Regions from separate parts of the Capsicum annuum genome. Here region 1 is linked to region 2. Evidence: chromatin contacts called from public Hi-C data. All regions are on one chromosome and are shown on one strand. The core of a region is the stretch at or near the end of the contact, and the rest is flanking DNA. Distances in the headings are between cores, read along the strand shown. Region 1 has its middle 35 kb from the start of LOC124899089. Region 2 holds the start of LOC107872614.

Region 1 (6,687 bases), core at 3,859-6,358, 240 kb before region 2:
ATTATCAACAACAAAGACATAATACAAACTAGTAAGTATAGCTTCTAGAGGTGAGGTAACATTAATTTTAGCACTAAAGCCCTTAACCCATCTTCCACTGTTGTCACGGAACACCCCAACAGCACCTCCATTCCCAGTGTTGAAGTCATAGGACCCATCAACGTTAATTTTAAGACCTATACTAGGCTTCCCCAGGATGTATGACTATTAAAAGTGAGTTTGGTAGTTGTCTTAGTGAGGTATATATATTCCACAACAAGTTCATCGGGAGTAGATAGTGTGATATCCATTTTGGTCTCATTATATAGATTATGATTCGTAGTCAGCCAAATGTTCCATATATAGAAAGGAAAAACATCTTTCCATGTAAGCGTAGGTTGACCAATAGATAGGATGATGTCCTTGCAAAATATAAGTCATTCCCGGCTACTGGAATGATAGGTGGTTTGGACCAGAAACTTTGGACCATAGGACATTGGAGAAAAATATGGTGAATGGTATCTAGTTGGTTGCATATAGCACAATAAGGGTCAGTGGCCATACTAAGTTTGTTAAGGTAAACCTTTATGGGAAGGCTGCCATGGTGACATAGCCACAAAAAGACTTAATCTTGTTGGGATATTTTTTCTCCCAAATCTAGTTAAAACTTCTATGGTCAATACTGTAGGTTGGGGTCTCTTGAAGAAGCTTGTTGTAGGCACTTCTAGTGTAAAAGTTACCATTAGCTTCCATTGCCCTTGAAAAGTGGTCTGGTTTGCCTCCTTTAGTTGCAATGCGTATAGATTTTATCATGATTTCCACATCCTCAGGAAGCTCATAAACCCTCTAGTTTCCAAGAATTTCCAAAGATAATATCACCCACTCTTATATTAAGGTCATTTAGTAAAAATATTCCATGGACAATAGTGGAAAGGGGTTTTAGATAGGGAATCCAATCATCTTCCCACAGGGAAATAGACTTACTATCTCCTAGTGTGCATCGCATGTTATCACTACAGATGGACCATCCTATAACAATACTTTTCCAAATAAAACAAGTTATTTTAAGGTGATTGTCATGGTATTTAAGTGATAGTCCCCTAACATATTTGTTAATAAGAAGAGAAGATCAGAGCTTCTTGGGGTTGGTGTGGACCCTCCAGGCTAGTTTGGTTGGCATTACAGTATTTTTGTCAACAAATTTTTGCACTCCCAGCCCCCTTTGTCTTTGGGAAGGGTAATAGTGTCCCACTTTAGTAAGTGGATTTTCTTATGAGATTCTGCGGTACCCCAGATAAAATTTCTTTGATCTCTGTCGATTTGTTTAGTAATGGTGATAGATAGTTTAATGTAGTGCATGACGTGAGTGGGGATACTGTTGAGACATGATTTGTCTAAAATTGTACGTCCCGCCATGTTTAAGAATTTAGACTTCCACCCTATCAATCTTCTTTTAAGGTTATTGATGATAAACTAAAAGTCAGATCTAGTTGGGCAGCTATGAAATATAGGGAATCCTAGATATTTCCTAAAGGAGGTGCCACTTTTGATTCTGAAAAATTGACAAAAACTATCTCTGATTTGCTTATGGCAGTTAGAGGAAAATAGGATTTTAGATTTATTGCACTCTAACCCGACCAAGAGCAAAATTTTTCCAAGGTGGACTTGATTATGTGTCTACTATTGGGCTTAGTGGTTGAAATTACTATCAGGTCATCTGCAATGAAAAGGAGGGCAAGAGTTGGGCCCTTTTTAGATTTGTGAACTAGATCCCATTCGATGGACGAGACAACATCATCGATATTACGAGAGACACTTCCATACACAAAATGAAAATGTACAAAGATATGGGGTCACCCTGGCGAATACCCCTAGAAGACTTAAAAAATTAGTTCTAGAACCATTAAGAGTATGGCAGTGGTAGTAGAACATATGCAAGACATGATAAGGTTGAAAGAAAATAAGGATATTACGGATAAAGGACCATTCAAGCTTGTCAAAGGCTTTTTCTAAGTCAATTTTCATTAGAAAGTGGCCAGTTTTACCTTTAATTTTTTCTAAAGAAATGAATAATTTCTTGAATAATAATCCATTATCCGCAACCTTTATGTTTTGTAGGAAGCTGGATTGGCATGGACCAATGATTTTATCCATTAGAGGAAGTAATATACGAGCGATGAGCTTAGTGTTGATATAATAGGAAGTATTGAAAAGACTAATAGGGTGGTAATTTTTAATGGTAGAAGCATTGTTACATTTGGGGATGAGACATATGTGTGTCTAGTTGATCTCTTCGGGGATACGCTTGTTCCTAAAAGCCTCAGTACTAAGGTGAATAACTGATGTCCCTACAAGGTGCTAGTAATTTTGATAAAAGAAGGGAAGAAGGCCACCCAGACCAAGGGCTTTATAGGAATGGAAAGAAAAGACGGTGTCCTTTATTTCTGTTTTCAAAGGCGCCCTAGCCAGGTTAGTCTTGTCCTCGTTGCTGAGGCAAGTTGCTGCAGCCTTTATTGGGATATTGAAAGATTTATGATGACTAGTGCTAAAACGCTTATTGAAGAAATCTGAGACTTGCAGCTTGATAGCAACGGGGTCCGTAATTGTATTAAGATCATCATCTTGGAGTGAAAGGATTCTATTAGTTCTCTAGCGTATAAGAGCCGAGGTATGATAAAATTTTGTATTAGCATCCCTTTTGATTTAACCAAGTAATTTTGGATTTGAATTTTCAAAAATCTTTCTCCATTTTAAGAATGTAGTTAAATTCCTTCATAAGATCCTGGTCAAGATTAATAAGAAAAGAGCTATAGGGGCAATTGGGGGAACTTTGAAGGCCTTGGAGACTCCACAAAATTTGTTTCTTTTTGAAAAAATATTTTTGAAGGTTATCCGATTCCAATTGGCTACCTCTTTGATGATCTTATCAATGAACTCCATTAGCAAGGGGTTATTGTCCCTGATTTGTTTGACCAAATTTGTAAAGACTGAGTGAGAGGTCCACGTTTTCTCAAAACAAAACATGTTAACTATATTAGTGGGACCCACTTTAGATAGTTTTAGGAGTACAGGACAATGATCCAAGTAGGACCTAGGAAAATGAAGGACATGGGATTTAGGGTAATAGAGGAGTCAATCATTGTTTGCAAAGAAGCGGTTTAATCCTTCAAAGATAAGGGCCCCTTTTTTGTGAAATCTTCTATTAAGTCACGTATATTTACTACTATGAAAGCCTAAATCTATAAGCTTATAGTAATTAACAACATCCCAAAAATCATTAGCATGCGAATAACTTGTCGGTTTACCACCTTTTTTGTTCATGTTGTTAAGTAAATCATTAAATTCACCCCCAATTATCCACTTACCTTTATAGTGATCCTTAATATTTGTTAGGTTCTCCAAAGAATCTTCCTCTTAGTCCTTTATATTTTTTAGGTTCTCCCAAGAATCTTTCTCTTAGTCCTATAATTATTGGCATAAATACAACTAAAAAGCCATGTAGAATCCATAGAGATTACCTTGATCATGGCATGATTTTCCTGATTAGTGGTTGAGATTTAATCAAAAGAAGAATATCATCCCACAGGATAGATAGCCCTCTAGAAGAACCTACTATCGGCACATCAATCATCTTTGTAAAGGGGAAATCATCAATAAGGACTTGATGATCTTGCATTTTAGTCTCAAGGCTACTAAATATGGCTTATGTCAATCCAATAGAGACCTAAAATTCCTTCTAAATTCAGGGTCATTCCCTCCTCTATAGTTTCATATTATTAAGCTTATGGATTTGTTTAGGTGTGGATGGTTTATCATGGGAGTCTCCAGGGGTGGATCTATCAAGTGTTCTGGCTTCGAACTCCTCATAGTGCGATTCATTATCAACACATATTCCCTATTTGTGGATTGAAGGGACGTCTGATATCTATTAAGATTTTCAACATATTCGAGGGACAAATAAGAATGAATTTCTTCTCGTATTTATCATTGTAAACCATTACCTTTAAGTTCTTTAAGACCATTATTTTTGTGTGTATTTCTCGCATTAGCTCGAGTGCCTCTTCTATTTCCTACGTATTTGTATGAATTTTTCTTAAAGGAAATGAGCTTAAAGGAAGGTGTACCTGAGACGAGGAGGCTATGTTGTTTGGTATGTTGGTGTCCTTAGTCTCCATTGACCCTATCATTCCCATTACTTAGTGGAAGGGACCCACTTCTAGAGTCATGCTTTGTACCTGCTAGTGGTGATAAAAGGGGTCGATGTCCTGGAAGTTGGGCATGACCGGAGGAAAAAAGGGATGTACCATTGGTGCTTGGTTGACGAGAAAGGATACTGTTAGCATCTCCCATATGGGAATATGAAATAATGGAATCCTCAAAAGTTGATAGTTCGTAGGTGGCTGGAGCTCTGTCGACATCCATAGATGGTTGTTGTAGGTTTCTATTGCTCTACGCATCACGTCGGAGGCTAAGATGGCCAGGACTACTGGATCTTGGATGACCAGCATCATCTCCCCATTGTTGGTCTAGACATGGAGGGCAACTGACTGGCCTTAGAGGCACATCTCCATGTAGGACGACGGGTTGGGGTTTTGTGGAACTTGAGGGTAATTAAAACCGGCATTATTCCCGCTAGAAGTCCCAATATGGTACGAACTGTATCGGCAGGAGTATGGATTGGGTCGGGATGGAGAAAAATTAATTTTTTGAGTTTTGGGATTTTTATTGTGAGGAGCTCAGTGGACGTCTCGACATGTTGTAAAGTTGACGAAAGAATAGTAGTAGAAATGGGTCTAGCAACAAGTGAAGTACTACGAATGATAGGATCATTTATGACAGATATAATGGTTCCAGAGACTTCGAAACTGAAGTTATATAGAGTGAGAGCGGTACTTACCAAATCTGGTAAATTAGATATCACCCTAAAATTAGTGGTATCGGGATTATTTGCCTTTCGGCCAGATGGAAAAGTTATTATTTGGTTTATTTGAAATATGGTGAATGGAGATACCACGTCATCGGTATGATTACATGGCAAAGATATTTGTTGATTAGAATCTCCACTTGGATAAGATATCTTAGAGGGACCGTTGTTTCCCTATTTAGTGGGGTCAAATATCTATTTGATGAAACAAGAGGCGGTATAGTGCAGGGGCAAGTTGGGAATATTTGTAATAGGATTTATAGGGGTCACATAGGCTATAGAGCTAGGGGTCATTATTGGATAAGGGTTTGCTGCCAAGGTGGAAAAGGAGTTGGTAGTAGTGAGGTTATTCTAAGCATGACTAGGGACGAACAAAGGAATGTTGTTAGTCGATGCTTTGTCAACCTGGGCAACTAAGTCATGATTATTTCTTTGTAAACTAGATTTTTCAACATATTTAAATAGTTTTGTGTCTAAGAACTTATCTGTATCTGTATGAAATAATTTAACATTAATACCGTTAACCTCATTAAGCTTGGAGCTTCATTCCAACACTGAACTATTACCTTAAGTATTGTGACTTGTTCTTCGTCATCTATTAAATTTAACTATTTTCCAGTCACCTATTGTACTAGATTTCTTTGTTGACTCTGCCATGGCTTGATCTATCTTTTGTATGCGTTCTTGAGGTTCTTTGCGTGAAGGGGAGGAGGGGCAATCACATAATTTGCATAGGAGGTCCGCTTCTTCATAAAGGATTTTTTGCATTAAGTGGTCCATGAAGATGTATGGTTTAACTGGCACGCCTACAATTACCTCATTACAAATATGAGCATATCGTCCACACAAGGTTGGGGAGGCAAAAATGTCGGTTTTGACTAGCTTCCCTAGTTTACTACCAATTCTTGATAAAATAGTGTGATCATAGTACTCAGTGGGTAGTTTGAGGAGACGAATCCAAATGGCTGAAAGTGTTTCTACTACTTCGGATGGTACAAAGTTTGAATGCCATTTCCTTATTGACAAGTAGAAACCATTGATGAATCAGGGACCTTTATGGAGAACAGTATTAATATTCTCTTCCTTGTGGAACTTAACAGTATAGTAGTCATGTCCCAAGTCTATAAGTATTAGATCCTCAGTCGGTATCCATAAGCTAATTAATTTCCTTTTAAAATAATGATGAGTTAATTTTTTCCTAGGCAGCTTAATGATTAAGGAATACACACAAGGCTTATAGATTCTGGCCATATCCTCAATAGTTAGGATAATCGTCTGAAAAACATGCAATAAGGTAGTGGGTAAGGCATTGGACGCTTGATCTTCCATGGAGGGCGCATCAAGGGATGGTATGGGGGAATTCAAGTAGGCTGGGAGATGTGAGAGAGTAGTTTGATTGCTTCCGAAGGGGTTGTAAGGATGTGTGCAAAAGATTTGTTTTCCTTATGGTCATGGGATGGATTCTGCTTTGCGGTGGAATGGTCAAGAACCATACTATCGGGTGGGTTGGGAGGCGTTAGTGGATGGGTAAAGATAGGGGAAGTCATGGAAGAAAAGGTTAGAGAGAAGGCAGAGTTTTTCTCACTTTGTCAAACTTAGAAAAAGCTTAATCAGTATTTTCAAGCGAGACTTGAAACTATGAAATACTACAGAACGAAATATTAGAAGATGCCTAATAGTAACTAGTGTATCATTATTATTACCATCACCTATATAACTAGATGTAGTAAATCTTAAATCACTTTTTTCTATAATGATGAAAAAAGATGTCCTCATACAAAATA
Region 2 (6,600 bases), core at 1,956-4,455:
GTTAAAAGATGAATAATATAAAAAATAAAGTAGACAAATATATTGAGAAGAGAAGACAAGGCAAGAGATGAGAGTTTTTCATTCTTTCAAATATCAAGTATACAAATCTTTCAAGTATCTATAATATGAACTTTATGCCTCTATTTATAGTTTAACACATAGGCCTATTAAAGGTTGTCATAAACATGACATTAATCATGAAGGTTATGAGGAGGTTAAAAGGTGCAAGAGTTACACCATAAACTTGACATTAATCATGAAAGTTATGCGGAGGTTAAAGGTATAAGAGTTATACCCCATAATGGTGTATGAAGTAGTGGATGAGTAAATTCTTTGAGTAGTGGACATCCACAATAACTATTACCATCACGTAAATAAAGCTGCCTAATAGTAACAAGTGTATAATTATTATTACCGTCACGTATATAACTCGATACAGTGAAGTGAAGGGGAGCTTTGGAGTAATTGGTACAATTGTTGTCATGTGACTAGGAGGTCACAGGTTCAAGCCTTAGAAACATATTCTGGCAGAAAATACAAGGTAAGGTTGCGTACAATACACTCTTGTGATGGGGTCCTTTCCTGAATCCTACGCATAACAAGAGTTTTAATGTATTGGCCTACCATATAACTAGATATAATAGAAATATAAGGTAAGGTTGCGTACAATACATCCTTGTGATGGTGTCCTTTCCTGAATCTTGTGCACAGTGCCGGCTTAAGGAGGAAGCAACTAAAGCCAGGGCTTTAGGCCCCCCAAATTAAAGGCCCATATTTTCATTTAATATTATACATTATATATATTATAGAATAAGAAAAAAAAAAATTTTTAACAAACATGATTTATGCTTGACTTTTATGTATTTAGTAGAGTTTATTTAGGAACCAATCTATGTTACTCAGATAAATACTTCATCCGTCGCAATTTATGTGTCCTTAATCGCTTTTTCACATTTAATTTGACTAATTTTGAAGCTAAATAAGATTAGAACAATAGATATTCATTAGATAATAATACTAAAATGCTGACAAATGAATAGTCAATATATGTCCAAAACTGCTTGTATATCATCGCTACAGAACAAAAAGGAAAGAGATCAAATAAACATAGTTTATAACTTTATTAATTAAATTTAAGAGTCTCTTGTTAAAGTTGGCTTTAGGCCATAAACCCCGTTGAGCTGCCCCTGCCTGCGTATAACAGAAGCTTTAATGTATCGGGCTGACATATAACTCCATATAGTAAATCTTAAATCTCTTGTTTCTACAAGAATTCTTTTTTATTTCTCGCGTAGGATGAACAAAGATGTCCTCATACATAATATGGAATTTCACTAGGTGGAAATGCCGACGCTTCAGCTGATTCAGTGTACATTAAAGTGTGTACATTTCTCACATACTAATCTGTATTATGTATGTTGCTCAACATTAGTAGTATAGTTCCATTAATTGAATGGTACTCCTAACAAAAAAATTACTATTATAATTGAAAAAAATATTCTTCACAATTACTCAAAAACTGTCGTTCACTTGGAAGCTGAAACTTTGCAATCTTATTGTTACTATTAATTATTTATTAATGAAAAGACAGCATATATCAAGTGTAACTGCATATATAGTCAAACCATTTAATTATATATAGTTATACGTATAATATTAGTAGATACTACTGTATACTATTTTTAGTTTATATGTATATATCCAAATATTCCTAATTGGATATTAATACGCCGACCAATCAAGAAAGACGGTTATGAGGATCATTTTGGACATTAATATACTGAACTCATAAGTGGGATCATTTAAAACATAAGTTAAGGTCAATTAACTAAAGTATTTAAATTAGTAGTGGGATTAATTAATTAATTAGCAGAAGTATTTTGTAAGCTTAAGAAGGGTGACAGATCACTTACAGAATGTTAAAAGACGGCGCTATGAATTATTGTATATTCAGTCGTCATTAATATCACCAAATCATCAAAGATCCTAATGAAATGATAAATATCTTGTATTTTTAATCAATTTTGAATTCTTTGAGTAACATAATTTACAAGTCTTATTTATTACTTCCTCCGTTTCATTTTATGTGTCTCCTTTTGATTGAACATTAAGTTTAAGAAATAAATAATAATTTTGTAAAGTTCATAGAATTGTCTTTCTTAAAGACACTTTAATGTTTGCTTTTTAACTATCTTTTCTTATTAAATGGAATCTAGTAAAAATAAAATGCGGATGCTGACATTAAATTGTTGTTAAATAAGAAAATATGAAATTATCTTTGAGACAAATGAAAAAAAAAAATTATGCCACATAAATTGAGACGAAGGGAATATTTTTTATGATGCACCTAGAGCACAAATTATAAACTTACAAGAACTCATAATTTTATTAATAATTAAAAATAAACTCCCTTCATTTAAAAAAAATATATATATTTATTTTAACTTAGTACGGAGTTTAAAAAATGAATAAGATTTTTAAATTTTGTGGTCTCAAATTAAGGTTATGTCAAATATATCAAAATATTATTTAATTTTATAATTTTAAATATATCACGTAAAAAGTAGAATTAAAATATTATCAAACAATTTTATTTTCTTAAAATAGCTTTTGACGATATCTGACAAACATATCAAGATAAAGAGTAAGAAATGACTTGAATTAAAAAAAAAAGATGTCATTCTTTAAAAAATCAAAAAAACAAGTACAAAATATCTATATGCATTTGAATGTAAAATATTTTTTTAATGATATACTTCTTTGATACCGTTGGTAGTTAGTTGGACACCTCCCAACCAGACATATTTTTGGAGTAATAGTCCCCAAATTGAAATCAAAACAAAAAGAAAAGAACGCAACATCCACCTCCAAAAATGCATGAACCAAAGTTCATGAATTCACCAGGTATTTATAGATATTTGAATGTGAACATATTTATTATAGTTTATATTATAAAAAAAATAAATCAAAATAAAAATTTAATGTACTGAAATTTTGCTATGCACAAAATTTGAAAAAATAATATAGAGTACAAAATTTCTTATAAAGAATTTTTTTTTTTATGAATCGATGACATCTTGATCACGTATCAATAAACATACGTTTTTTTGACCAACTCCCTTCAATTTAATCCGCTTACGTTTATAATGTAATCATAGTTAGTTGGACACGTGCAGCCACTTACATCATGCTCCCTCAGTTAAAGATGGAAAAAATAGTAAATCATTCTTTTTAACACGGAGGAAGTATTACTTTTAATCAGTCCCAAAAAAAAAAAAAAAAAAAAATTCTTTTTGTACAAAGAGATGCTGAGTCAACTACCCCTGTGTTTCAAACTTGCCAACAAAGAGAAAAAGACAACTGCCACTTCCCCCAAATACATGAATTTAATTCCATAAATCTCCTATATATGACTTCCCCCTCTTTCTACTCTCACTTCATCCTCAACTAAATAACACTACAGCTCAGTAGTAAAAATCCCAACCCAAATTACTAACAATGCCTTCTGCTTCAGCTGTAAGTTTGGTATCCAAATGCACTATTTTCCCCTCCCAAAAATCATCTCTTTCTGATCTGAAACTCTCTGTTTCCGATCTTCCTATGCTCTCTGTTCACTACATCCAGAAAGGTTGTCTGTTTACTCGTCCTCCTTTTCCTATCCCTCACCTCATTTCCCTTCTCAAGCTCAGTCTTTCTCAGACACTCACTCACTTCCCTCCACTAGCAGGTCGATTTGTGACTGACTCGGATGGCTACGTCTACATTTCTTGCAATGATACTGGCGTTGATTTTGTTCAAGCTTCAGCCACTCACATTTTCATTCGCGATGTCATTGGCTCCACTGATGTTCCTGATCATGTCAAGGAATTTTTCCCTATGGACCGCACGGTTAGCTATCAAGGGCATTTTATCCCTCTTTTATCCGTTCAAGTGACGGAACTAGCTGATGGTGTTTTCATCGGATGCGCTGTCAATCATTCTGTCACTGATGGGACATCATTATGGAACTTTTTCAATACATTTGCTCAGGTGAGCAGGGGTGTCAAAAGGATTATAAGACAGCCCGATTTTACCCCAAATTCAGTTTTGATTTCAAATGTTGTGCTAAAACTCCCTGCTGATGGACCCAAAGTCACGTTTTCCGGCGATGCTCCATTGAGGGAGAGGATTTTTAGTTTTAGCAGGGAATCAATTCAAACACTCAAAGCGAAGACTAACAATCAGAAACTGAATTTCGATGGAGAAATTAATGTTGTTGAATTAATGGCAAAACAGAGCAACGATCCCCTGAAAATCAAGACAGAAACGGAAACGATAAATCCAATGGCTGAGATTTCATCATTTCAATCACTTTGCGCATTGCTCTGGCGTGCAGTGACACGTGCAAGGAAATTCCCAGCTTCAAAAATGACGACATTCCGAATGGCTGTAAATTGCCGTCACCGTCTCCAGCCGAAGCTAAATCCGCTATACTTTGGCAACGCAATTCAAAGCATTCCAACTTACGCATCAGCAGGGGACGTTTTATCTCACGATCTGCATTGGTGTGCTGAGCAATTGAACAAAAATGTGAAGGCTCACGATGATGCTAAGGTGAGGAAGTTCGTAGAGGATTGGGAGAAGGATCCGCGGTGTTTTCCATTGGGAAATTTTGACGGAGCTATGCTCACAATGGGTAGCTCTCCAAGGTTTCCAATGTACGATAACGATTTTGGCTGGGGCAGGCCCGTTGCTGTCCGAAGTGGACGGGCTAATAAATTTGACGGTAAGATATCAGCATTTCCTGGTCGAGAAGGAGGAGGAAGCGTGGATTTGGAGGTGATTTTGTCACCCAAAACAATGCAAGGATTGGAGTATGATCCCGAATTCATGCAGTTTGTTACTCGCTATTGAATTTTTCTAACGTATTAGTTGCTGTCGTTATTGTGATTTTTACTCAAATTTGTATTGCTTGTGATTAATTTGAATGAGTTTATCCTTTGTTGAATTGTTAAAACTAACACTCTCCTAGTCACTTGCAGAAATATAAGGTGGGACTAGTATACAGTAGTGCACCGAGCTGCCAGTTTATAAATTAGGAAATCTAATATATATTTTTTTACAAATTAAAAAGGAATTTTAATCCCAATATAAAAACAAATTACATCCTAAATTGTAGTAGTATTATTTTATGGTTTACTTTAAAAAGAAAAAAAAAGGAATCAAACCTGCAATAAACCTTAAAACTTAGAAGGGCAGGCGCAGGTTTCCTAGAATTCCAAATGTACCTTCATTTCCTAATATCTGCACAACTAAACGGAGAATATTAGTAGACCAGTTACATAAACTTTGTTGGTGAGGATTTTATTCCCGACCTTATAAAACAAAGGTGGTTGGTATCATTGATAGATTTCCTTCTGTCTGCCATGGCACAAGAGATGCGTGATTGGTCCGAACTCTCATCCGTAAGCGTCTGAATTTGATGGAAGACTATCTAAATTTCGGCATTGTTTGCAAATCCTGGCACTCTGTACCCACCAAAAGCAATTTCACTAGTGACCTGCCTAGAATTCCATGGCTGATGTTACCTGAAGAGGAAAAGGATAAAAGCTGTCGAAAATTCTATAGCCTCTATACTGGCATGATTTTGAATAAGAGGATTCCTAAGGCCGTTGGGAAGCGATGTATGGAGTCTATGGGATGGCTTATCACAGTAGGTGAAGAAGAGGGTGAAATTAGTTTACTACATCCTTTCTCTGGCGTTCAGATTGAATTACCTCTTCAAAATACTACAGAATATTATGAACAATGTAAAAACTGAATGTCCAAGTGTGTTTATTCGTAAGGCGGTTTTGTCTGCTAGTGCCTCTCACACATCGAACTTTGTTCTCATGGTCATTGAGGGAGATACGAGAATGCTCAGTTTTTGGCGACTTGGGGATTCAAGATGGACTCGAATTCGTTGGGTTCCATTTCCTTATCGTTGGTTTGTTGATATGGTAATATCTTAGTGGCTTCTTTTATGCAGTCAAAATTCATGGTGAGGTCCTAGTCTGTGATGTTGCTGATCCTGAACCCTTTAAACCAAGTCATGTCGTGTTGAATCTACCAGTTGGTCCTCGAAACCATTTAGCTAACGTATACATACTAGAATCACTAGGATCATTATTTGTAGTTATGCGATATGGCGTTTATCTATCGCCTGTCAATGATGATTCTGACAGGACGAGGCTTCCGTTGATGCACATTCCATGTGAACGCGAGAAGGAGCTCGAGGAGGAGGAAGAGATAAGATATGGTAGAAGAGCTTTTCGAGTTTTTCATGTCGGTTTAACTGCTGATGACAAAGTAAATGTTAACATTGATACTGGCCACTTAGTGCTGGGTCACCTTGAATAATAGAAGCAGCCATTTGTTTTTTTATAGTACTTTGTAAATACATGGTTTGTAAAAAAAAAACATACGGAAATAATATTTTTCACTTTACTTTCTCTCTCTTCTCTTCTTCTCTCTATAGTAGATTAGAGCACCAACCACACAAATTCATGTCGATTCAAGCCATTTTGCCATTTACCGACTGCTGCGGCGACAATTGCTATTCCGACGGGCTTTTTGCGCTAT

What was found. A called contact is a pair of places that touch in the nucleus more often than the background predicts.
Region 1: a Hi-C map of leaf shows a contact between it and region 2, with 1.7 times the contacts expected there. The contact joins the enhancer-like site here to the promoter of LOC107872614 in region 2. A contact is called at or near these places in 2 of 5 Hi-C or Micro-C datasets (leaf and placenta).

What each region holds. Positions count from the first base shown.
Region 1 is chr5:202,089,707-202,096,393 of UCD10Xv1.1, reverse strand. No RefSeq gene overlaps it. Among protein-coding and RNA genes, the nearest start is that of LOC124899089, 35 kb to the left of the region's middle. Within about 2 kb of position 5,108, at least 4 of the 5 cell types and tissues checked have an H3K27ac peak or open chromatin away from gene starts, as enhancers often do. A contact at or near this core is called in leaf, where this site is marked.
Region 2 is chr5:201,852,157-201,858,756 of UCD10Xv1.1, reverse strand. LOC107872614 reads left to right here and starts at 3,205. Exons shown (of 1, transcript XM_016719254.2): 1 at 3,205-4,996. The coding sequence starts at 3,499. The coding sequence ends at 4,893. It overlaps LOC107872037 (F-box/kelch-repeat protein At3g18720-like), which reads left to right and starts at 5,426. Exons shown (of 3, transcript XM_016718862.2): 1 at 5,426-5,784; 2 at 5,786-5,981; 3 at 5,983-6,470. The coding sequence starts at 5,426. The coding sequence ends at 6,378.